2 separate regions of the Mus musculus genome follow, and region 2 is linked to region 1. Evidence: chromatin contacts called from public HiChIP or PLAC-seq data. All regions are on one chromosome and are shown on one strand. Each heading gives the region's core, a stretch centred on a gene start, on an enhancer-like site or on the middle of the called end of the contact. The rest is flanking DNA. Distances are from core to core; before and after follow the strand shown.

Region 1 (3,843 bases), core at 261-2,760:
AACCCTAACTTGTTTACTCACTTGTTCTTTCATTCATTTAGTTACATCTATTAGTTCATCATTTACTAATCAACAGATAATTTTTCAGCCTTTATTATGAGGTGAGCATCCTGTTAAATGCTAAAAATCAAGGTAAAAGCACTCATGGTTTCTCCCCTCAGGAACCTTAGTCATTAATGTTGTAATAAGTCATCAAACAATTTTAATTTAATTACTATTCCTTTATTTCACATAATTAACAAATACCCATCATGAACCAAGATGTGGCAATAGTGTTCTTAGCCATTGAATGGTGCCGTTCCTGATGCTAAAAAGAATGTGGTCCATCTAGATCAAGGCTCTAGGGAAGGCTAACAGCCATGGTGGCTGCTGTTTTCATGAGCAGCTCCCTCTCGGCAGGGGTCTTGTTCATTATTTTATCTATGCAGACCCTAGCAGTTTCTGAGGCTTCTTGAACCAAAGCCTCTTTAGCCTCATTCATTCTGTAACTGTATACATACACACTGCCAGGTACATTATCGTGTCCTGTGTGATATGGAAGGTAATGCTACTGATTCATCAGTTTGGAACAACAAAACTTATGTTTGCCTCTACGAAACTACCGAAGTAGGCAGAATTTATGGTCATTGCTGCCATTGAAACGTCTCAGTCTCGTGAATTTATTGTTATGAACTAAATTCTGACATCATGGAAAATCGTAAGCGTGTCCATCTCTTTCTGGCACAGTGGGCTCACAACAAGCACCCGTATGACAAAAGGAGATGGAGGCTTCAGAGAGGGAAAAAGCAGGCCCAGAGTGCCAAGGGAAGCATGCTTAGCCACTGTCTTGGTTTGGGTTTTATAGCTGTGAGGAGACACCATGGCTGAGGCAAACCTTTAATTGGGGCTGGCTTACAGTTCCAGAGGCTCAGTTTGTTATCATCATGTGGGAAGCATGGCATCAGGCAGGCAGACTTGGTGCTGGAGAAGGAGCTGCAAGTTCTCCATCTTGATCCAAAGACAGCCAGGAGGAAACACTCTTTCGCACTGGGCAGAGCTTGCGAATTAGGAGCCCTCAAATCCTGCCCGCACACGCACACTTCCTCCAACAAGGCCACACCTCTTCCATCAAGGCCAGACTTCCTAGTAGTGCCACTTCCCATGGGCCAACCATATTCAAATCATGACAGCCAGTATCCAAAAAAAAAAAAAAAAAAAAAAAAAGAGGGACAAAGAAAAGCAAAGTATATTTTTCTGAGCAAATAACTCCACTCTCTGAGAAAAGATGGCAGGCTTCAGGGCAGAGGCTTGGTACTTCTGCTTGCTAGAAGCAGCTGCAAGGGTCTGCTCTAAGATGCTTCTGGGAACGAAAAGGACATTATCTTCTTAAGTGGCCAATAATCCCTTCCATCTCCTCTAGGATAGCTTGGAATGCCAGGTCTCCACTCAAGGCTAGAGATGGCATTTAGAGCAAAGCCCTGCGACTTTCACCCTTTTCACGTGGTAATCTTAATTCCAAGGAATGACAAAGCCGATGTTTACATTTCAAGTGTTACCAGGGAAACAGGAGGTGGGGTCCAAAGCTTCAATAGCCTGAGGCTCCTATAGCTGGCTAACCTAAAGTAAATTAGGTTAGTTCTGGTTTGAAACCTCTGGGTGGCCTCCAAATCACTCAGAGTGAGAGTCTAAGTCCTTATAACAGAATGGAGATTGGTCATGATTTTTCCGTGACCATCCCTTTTCTGACCATGTTCTGCATCACATCTTCTTATACATTCTGCACTATGGGGCACTTGCAGTTCTGTAGAATGGCCAAGTTCTCACCTCTCTGATTTCTGCTCTCTCTGCTCAACTATTCTCCCTCTAAAATTTGCACAACTCCCTTATACCTTTTAATTTTATGTGTAGTATGTATTTCTAATGGATTTTTCCCCGATTAGTTGTTTTAAATTATTGAGTAATTTTTTTTCTGGCTTTTTACTCTATTGCCTGTCTATACAGTGTTAATCTGTAATTGTCTCTCTCTCTCTCTTTTTTCCCCTAGTAGCTATTTCTCACTTCTTTTTTTGGGCTCTCTGAAATGGCTAATATTCTCAACCCAATATAGAGAACTAAGGAGGTATCAGCCATCTGTGCTTCCTTCCCACCCAGTTTAGAAGTCCTGTGATTGGTTTGAAGGTGTGACTTTTAAAGAGAATTGTTCATTTTCTTCCAATTTTTTTATTAGATATTTTCTTCATTTACATTTCAAATGCTATCTCGAAAGTCCCCTATACCCTCCCCCCACCCTGCTCCCCTACCCACTCACTCCCACTTCTTGGCCCTGGTATTACCTGTATTGGGGCATATAAAGTTGAGAATTGTTTATTTCTAAGCAAGTGTTTGTGTGAGTACATGGTATTCACAGAGGTCAGAAGAAGGCATTGGGTGGCCTGGAGCTGGAGTTAGGGGTGGTTGCATGTGACCTGTTAGGGTTACCAAATTCAGGTTCTCTGGAAGAGTAACAGAGCTCTGGACCACTGAGCCACTTCTCCAGTCTCTTAAATGTATAAACTATCTGAGCTATTTTAGTTGCAAATGGATGGGCCTAAATGACTTTTTGTTAATCAAGAGAGGGTAATTGATTCACCTAACTGTTAATTCCTGAGATAAGAATGTTCTTGGGCAGAGATCAAATAGTTCTATAAGAGCAGTCTGTCTTCATCTCTTACCATTATTTCATTTTGTATCTGGTTAATCTCTAAGATACTCTTTATGAAGTAGGTCATATAGAATAACCCTGATTGGTCCTGCTTAAATTATAGGTCCTCCCATTTTTCAACTTCTATATCAGGTCTTAAAATATTCTGGAGTCTTGGGAACTCCCCAGCTTGGCTCTGTGAATCCATATTTTATTACAGTTCTGCTCTCTGGGATTTCCATATAGTATTCCTCTTCCTGGAATTTCTCACTCTGCTGACTTACTTGATCAAAACAAACAAGACAAAACAAACAAAGAAACAGCAACAACCCACAATAAAAAACCCCAATCATTCAGATATACAATGTTTTGTGATTGTATTCACCCCCTTTACCCACTCCTATCGCCTCCTGCAGCTACTGCTTGCTCCCTTTCTTCCTTTTCAACTAGTCTCCCTTCTGCTTTCATGTTCTCTGTCTCTGCCTTTCTCTGTCTCTCTCTCTCTGTCTCTCTCTGTCTCTGTCTCTCTCTCTCTCTCTCTTTCTGTGTATGTGTGCATGAGTATGTGTGTGTTTGTATGTGTGTAAAATTAGCCAGCTGCTATTTACTCATGACTAGAACACCTGCACCATGAAGTAGAAATTTCTGGTTTCTTTACCAACTCTGTTGTATCATGTAATGTCTTCTGGAAGCTGTCTTTTGAGAGGACATGCTATGTTTTGCTGGAAGCTGACACTTGAGAGGGCACATGATGTTTAGAAAGAATATAATTAGAACCCTACAAACAGTAAGAGGATGCTCTTGCATTGCTCCACCTCTGTGCAATGCTCTTTGTGCAATCCTGGTCTTTGATGATCTTCATTTTGTAGAAAGACACGTGCTGAAGAAGTTCTTGTGGTATTCTTGCTGATTTGGGCTGCTGAATTGTGATACTGCTACCGACTTGTGTTCAGTGTTTGCAATAGAATTGGACTGCTGGCGTCCTGGCAACAAAGAGTGGAATTGCCACCAAAAAACTACCACTAAACAGATCCACAACTCTCTTTTCCAACTAACCTTGTTTCTCCCTGACTTCTGGTTTGTGGTCTAGAAAGGAGGTTGAAGCATTTAAGAACCCCAATTAAAAGGGGTTTTTTAAAGTCTAAGCCTACAGAATCATATCCAGAAACACATTTCATAGCATT
Region 2 (3,404 bases), core at 165-2,664, 240 kb before region 1:
CTAATTGCTTCTGGACATCTGTCTCCTCTTTACTTCCCCCAGCTGCCTTCTCTTTCCGGTGAACTTCTGAGTTTATAAGAGCCCTACTCTCCCTTCCGGCCCCTCGCTTACTAAGGAAATTATTGAATCATCTCAGGAAAATATCTCACAATGCCAATCACGTTATGAACAACGAGCCAGGGCCTCTATGCCATTGAATTATAAACAACGAGCCAGGGCCTCTATGCCACTGAATTATGAAATATGCAGGTGACTTAGGTTTACCCTCAGCTCACGGCCATGAAAAACTCAAATGAGCCGAACGATCAAAACTAAAGACAAAGAAAGGATGATATGAAGATCAACACCTTTGACTAAGCCACCAAAATCAACCACACGTTCCATAAACAGCCAAGGAACTGCGGTGGGATCATGGGAAACTAAAACAGAACTCAACAAATACAGCATCATTCTGAGAACAGAAAAGGGCAATTAGTTTGCCCATCATAGAAAAGGAAAGCACAGCTGGGCGTGGTGGCGCACGCCTTTGATCCCAGTACTCGGGAGGCAGAGGCAGGTGGATTTCTGAGTTCAAGGCCAGCCTGGTCTATAGAGTGAGTTCCAGGACAGCCAGGGCTACACAGAGAAACCCTGTCTCGAAAAACCAAACCAAACCAAACAAAAAACAAAAAACAAAAAACAAAAAAAAAAAAAAAGAAAAGGAAAGCACATCTTAAAGTCTGTACTTGTAAAATAAAGTGGTGCTTCATCCTAGCACCACAGTGTTCAGATGAAAATATCAGGTTTGCCAGAAACCAGTCATGAGTACAATAAATCTGTAATGATTTGGATTTAATAGAAAGACCAAGTAAACGACCTTGATGGAAGTTCCCCAGCCAATAATGAGTGTCACATTGTCCTTCCAGCAGAGGCTGCAGGGGTACATGTCTGGGCGAAGACTTATGTCATCTCGGGGCACATTGCTGATTCTTTGCTTTGAGGTGATGTCAAAAACCTTCACACCCTACAAACCAAAGCAACATTAAATTAAGTGTCTTGTATCTCAGAGAGGGATCGAGCAAAGCAAGACGTGTCGCACTCAAACCCATAACGCTGTTCACTGGGCACGCCCAGGAGCCATACAAGGCCATGGACTTTCTTTATACAAACCCTTTGAGAACCAAAGCTGCAAGGCTCCTTTCTGGACAAAGGCTGTTATTAGTGGAGGGCGTAAGTAACACAAATCCAGCACAAACATGTTTTGCACAGAGACACCAAGTTTGCTTTCAACCTGATAGGTGGCGAGCATTTCTAAAGGAATTCTTCGGAAAGAGAATGAGTTTTAGTTTTTCAGAAAGCTTTGGGTCTGAAAACCCATCCATTCAAAGACAACATGTGACCCTTCAGAGTGCTCAATGGAACCTTCAAGTGCCTCTGGCTGATCAGGAGCCTGGAGACTGGCTGTTGTGAGGACAATCCCAGCAGCAGGGTTGAACTGAGACAATGTCAACTCTTTCTGACCAAATGCAACTGATTTTCTCAGCTACGTGTTGAAATTTCAGAAAACATGACAGATATGAAAAAGACTACTCTTTAAACTTCCTCCAAGCCCCACTTTACATAAAATAAACTTTAAGTGCAATACTGAGAGTACAATACACTTTTCAAATGACAGGCCCATGATTATACCTGGAGTAAAGAGGAAGTCACAACTTGCTTCTCTCAGTGCTCATGAGCGCCGGGTGAATGGCATTTCCAGAGCACATGCCTGAAGCAGCCCTGCAATGATTAAGGTGGCTTTTCATTTTCTTCGTTGCTCTGTGCCTCACTTTCTTCCTCTAAAGAGATTTTAGTCCACAATGTGTTGGGAATTGCTGTAGTATGAAAACCCAGGCGATCTGACTTCCTTAAGCTGAGGTGTGGTATCAATCACCCATACCTATCAGAATTCTAACTCCACCGAGTCTCTGTCCTGCCCTTTCCATCTGGCAATCTGCTGCCACTGTGCAAGTGCTAGAGAGACAGACAAGTGCCTTTACCATATTGTTGGCCCAAGCAATCAGATGGCCTCTCCACTTCACACTCCTTATGTTTCCTTCCCCTTCGTGTAGCACAGAAGACTTCCATCTGTTCATCCAGGTCCGTTCAAACAGCAGCAGCTGAGGACACAGCAAAACACAGGCTTTCAGGTCTCCAGAGTCACACAGAAGATCCTTCACTCATCCTCTCTGCCTGTCAGTGTTACCAAGTGACAAACAAGCCGCTCTCAGTATTTTTTTATGCTTATTTTAAATAGATACCCTCGTTTTGGAAACAATCCCCTACATATCTTGAACTGCCTGAATTCCTATTTAAATTAGACGAGCACTGAGGATATGACAAGTCTCAGCCACAAGATGGCACCAAAACACCACGACTCGGGGCAAACAATGCCTTAGTGAATCCAGCTTCAGGACGGCTTTTCAACTGGGAACTAATTAACTGTGTAAACCGGGAAATCAGAACCTTTTAAGTTTCTCACTGACAAAGAGAGTCATCACAGGTTCAACTGCTTTAGTTGGAAGCGAGCATCTTTTTTTTTTTTTATTTAATCCAAAGCAAATAATGTGACATTATCTTTTTAACAGTAAATCAAATCACAAAGTATGAACCATTTGCTTTAAGATTTGGGATCTTTACATTTTCCACAGTAGCTAGACACTATATAAAGATTAGAATCTATTGTGAAGTCCCACTGACTATTTTAAAATAAAATATAACTGGTCAAAACTCCTTAATTCTGAAGAAGACACAGGTCTGATAATTCATCCACTGAGAACATATTCTTCTTGATATACTCAACTTCAACTCTTTAAGCAGTGCCACCTATAGCATGTATCGCTGAAAGCACAACAACCAGACGTATGTGTGTTACTGCTGTCTGCTACACTGAGGACAGAGGCTGAGAGAGGTCTGGGGTGAGGCGGAGATGAGCTTCACTATTGTCGGCCTAGAATGCTGGTGTAGATAGAGTTCTTGGTCTACTATCCCTCTGCCATCATACTCTAGGATTGTTGGCAGGTGCCACCATTCCTGGCAAGAGAATTTTTAAAATTCCTTTCAGTTTACCTCAGTGTTTTGTGTATCTACTACCAGGCCCTAAGTATAAGGGAGGAAACATCAGGGGCAACCTAGAAATTGATGCTATACAATTAAAGTTATATATGACAACCACAGATAAACTAAAAACATGGCAACTACTGAGCACAATATGGAGATGGACAAAATCAGGACTATCAGTCAGTGTGTCTGTCTATCTACCTACCTATAAATATCTGTCTCTATATGTGTATTATCAATATAAAGATACTTAAGATATTAAAAATACTACAAAATAGTATTTTCTATGATACCACTTAAATATGAATAAATAGCCACATAATAAA

The links. HiChIP or PLAC-seq counts read pairs in DNA pulled down with a chosen protein or histone mark.
Region 2: a CTCF HiChIP or PLAC-seq map of embryonic stem cells shows a contact between it and region 1, with 3 times the contacts expected there. The contact joins two enhancer-like sites. A contact is called at or near these places in 1 of 15 datasets of contacts at CTCF or cohesin (embryonic stem cells), 1 of 484 Hi-C or Micro-C datasets (embryonic stem cells) and 1 of 115 datasets of contacts at active chromatin or transcription factors (embryonic stem cells).

What each region holds. Positions count from the first base shown.
Region 1 is chr13:18,573,463-18,577,305 of GRCm38.p6, reverse strand. No RefSeq gene overlaps it. Among named protein-coding and RNA genes, the nearest start is that of Vps41, 140 kb to the left of the region's middle. Within about 2 kb of position 1,510, at least 21 of the 459 cell types and tissues checked have an H3K27ac peak or open chromatin away from gene starts, as enhancers often do. A contact at or near this core is called in embryonic stem cells, where this site is marked.
Region 2 is chr13:18,809,166-18,812,569 of GRCm38.p6, reverse strand. It overlaps Vps41 (VPS41 HOPS complex subunit), which reads right to left. Exons shown (of 29, transcript NM_172120.4): 8 at 2,019-2,138; 9 at 857-1,003. Among named protein-coding and RNA genes, the nearest start is that of Vps41, 94 kb to the right of the region's middle. Within about 2 kb of position 1,414, at least 27 of the 459 cell types and tissues checked have an H3K27ac peak or open chromatin away from gene starts, as enhancers often do. A contact at or near this core is called in embryonic stem cells, where this site is marked.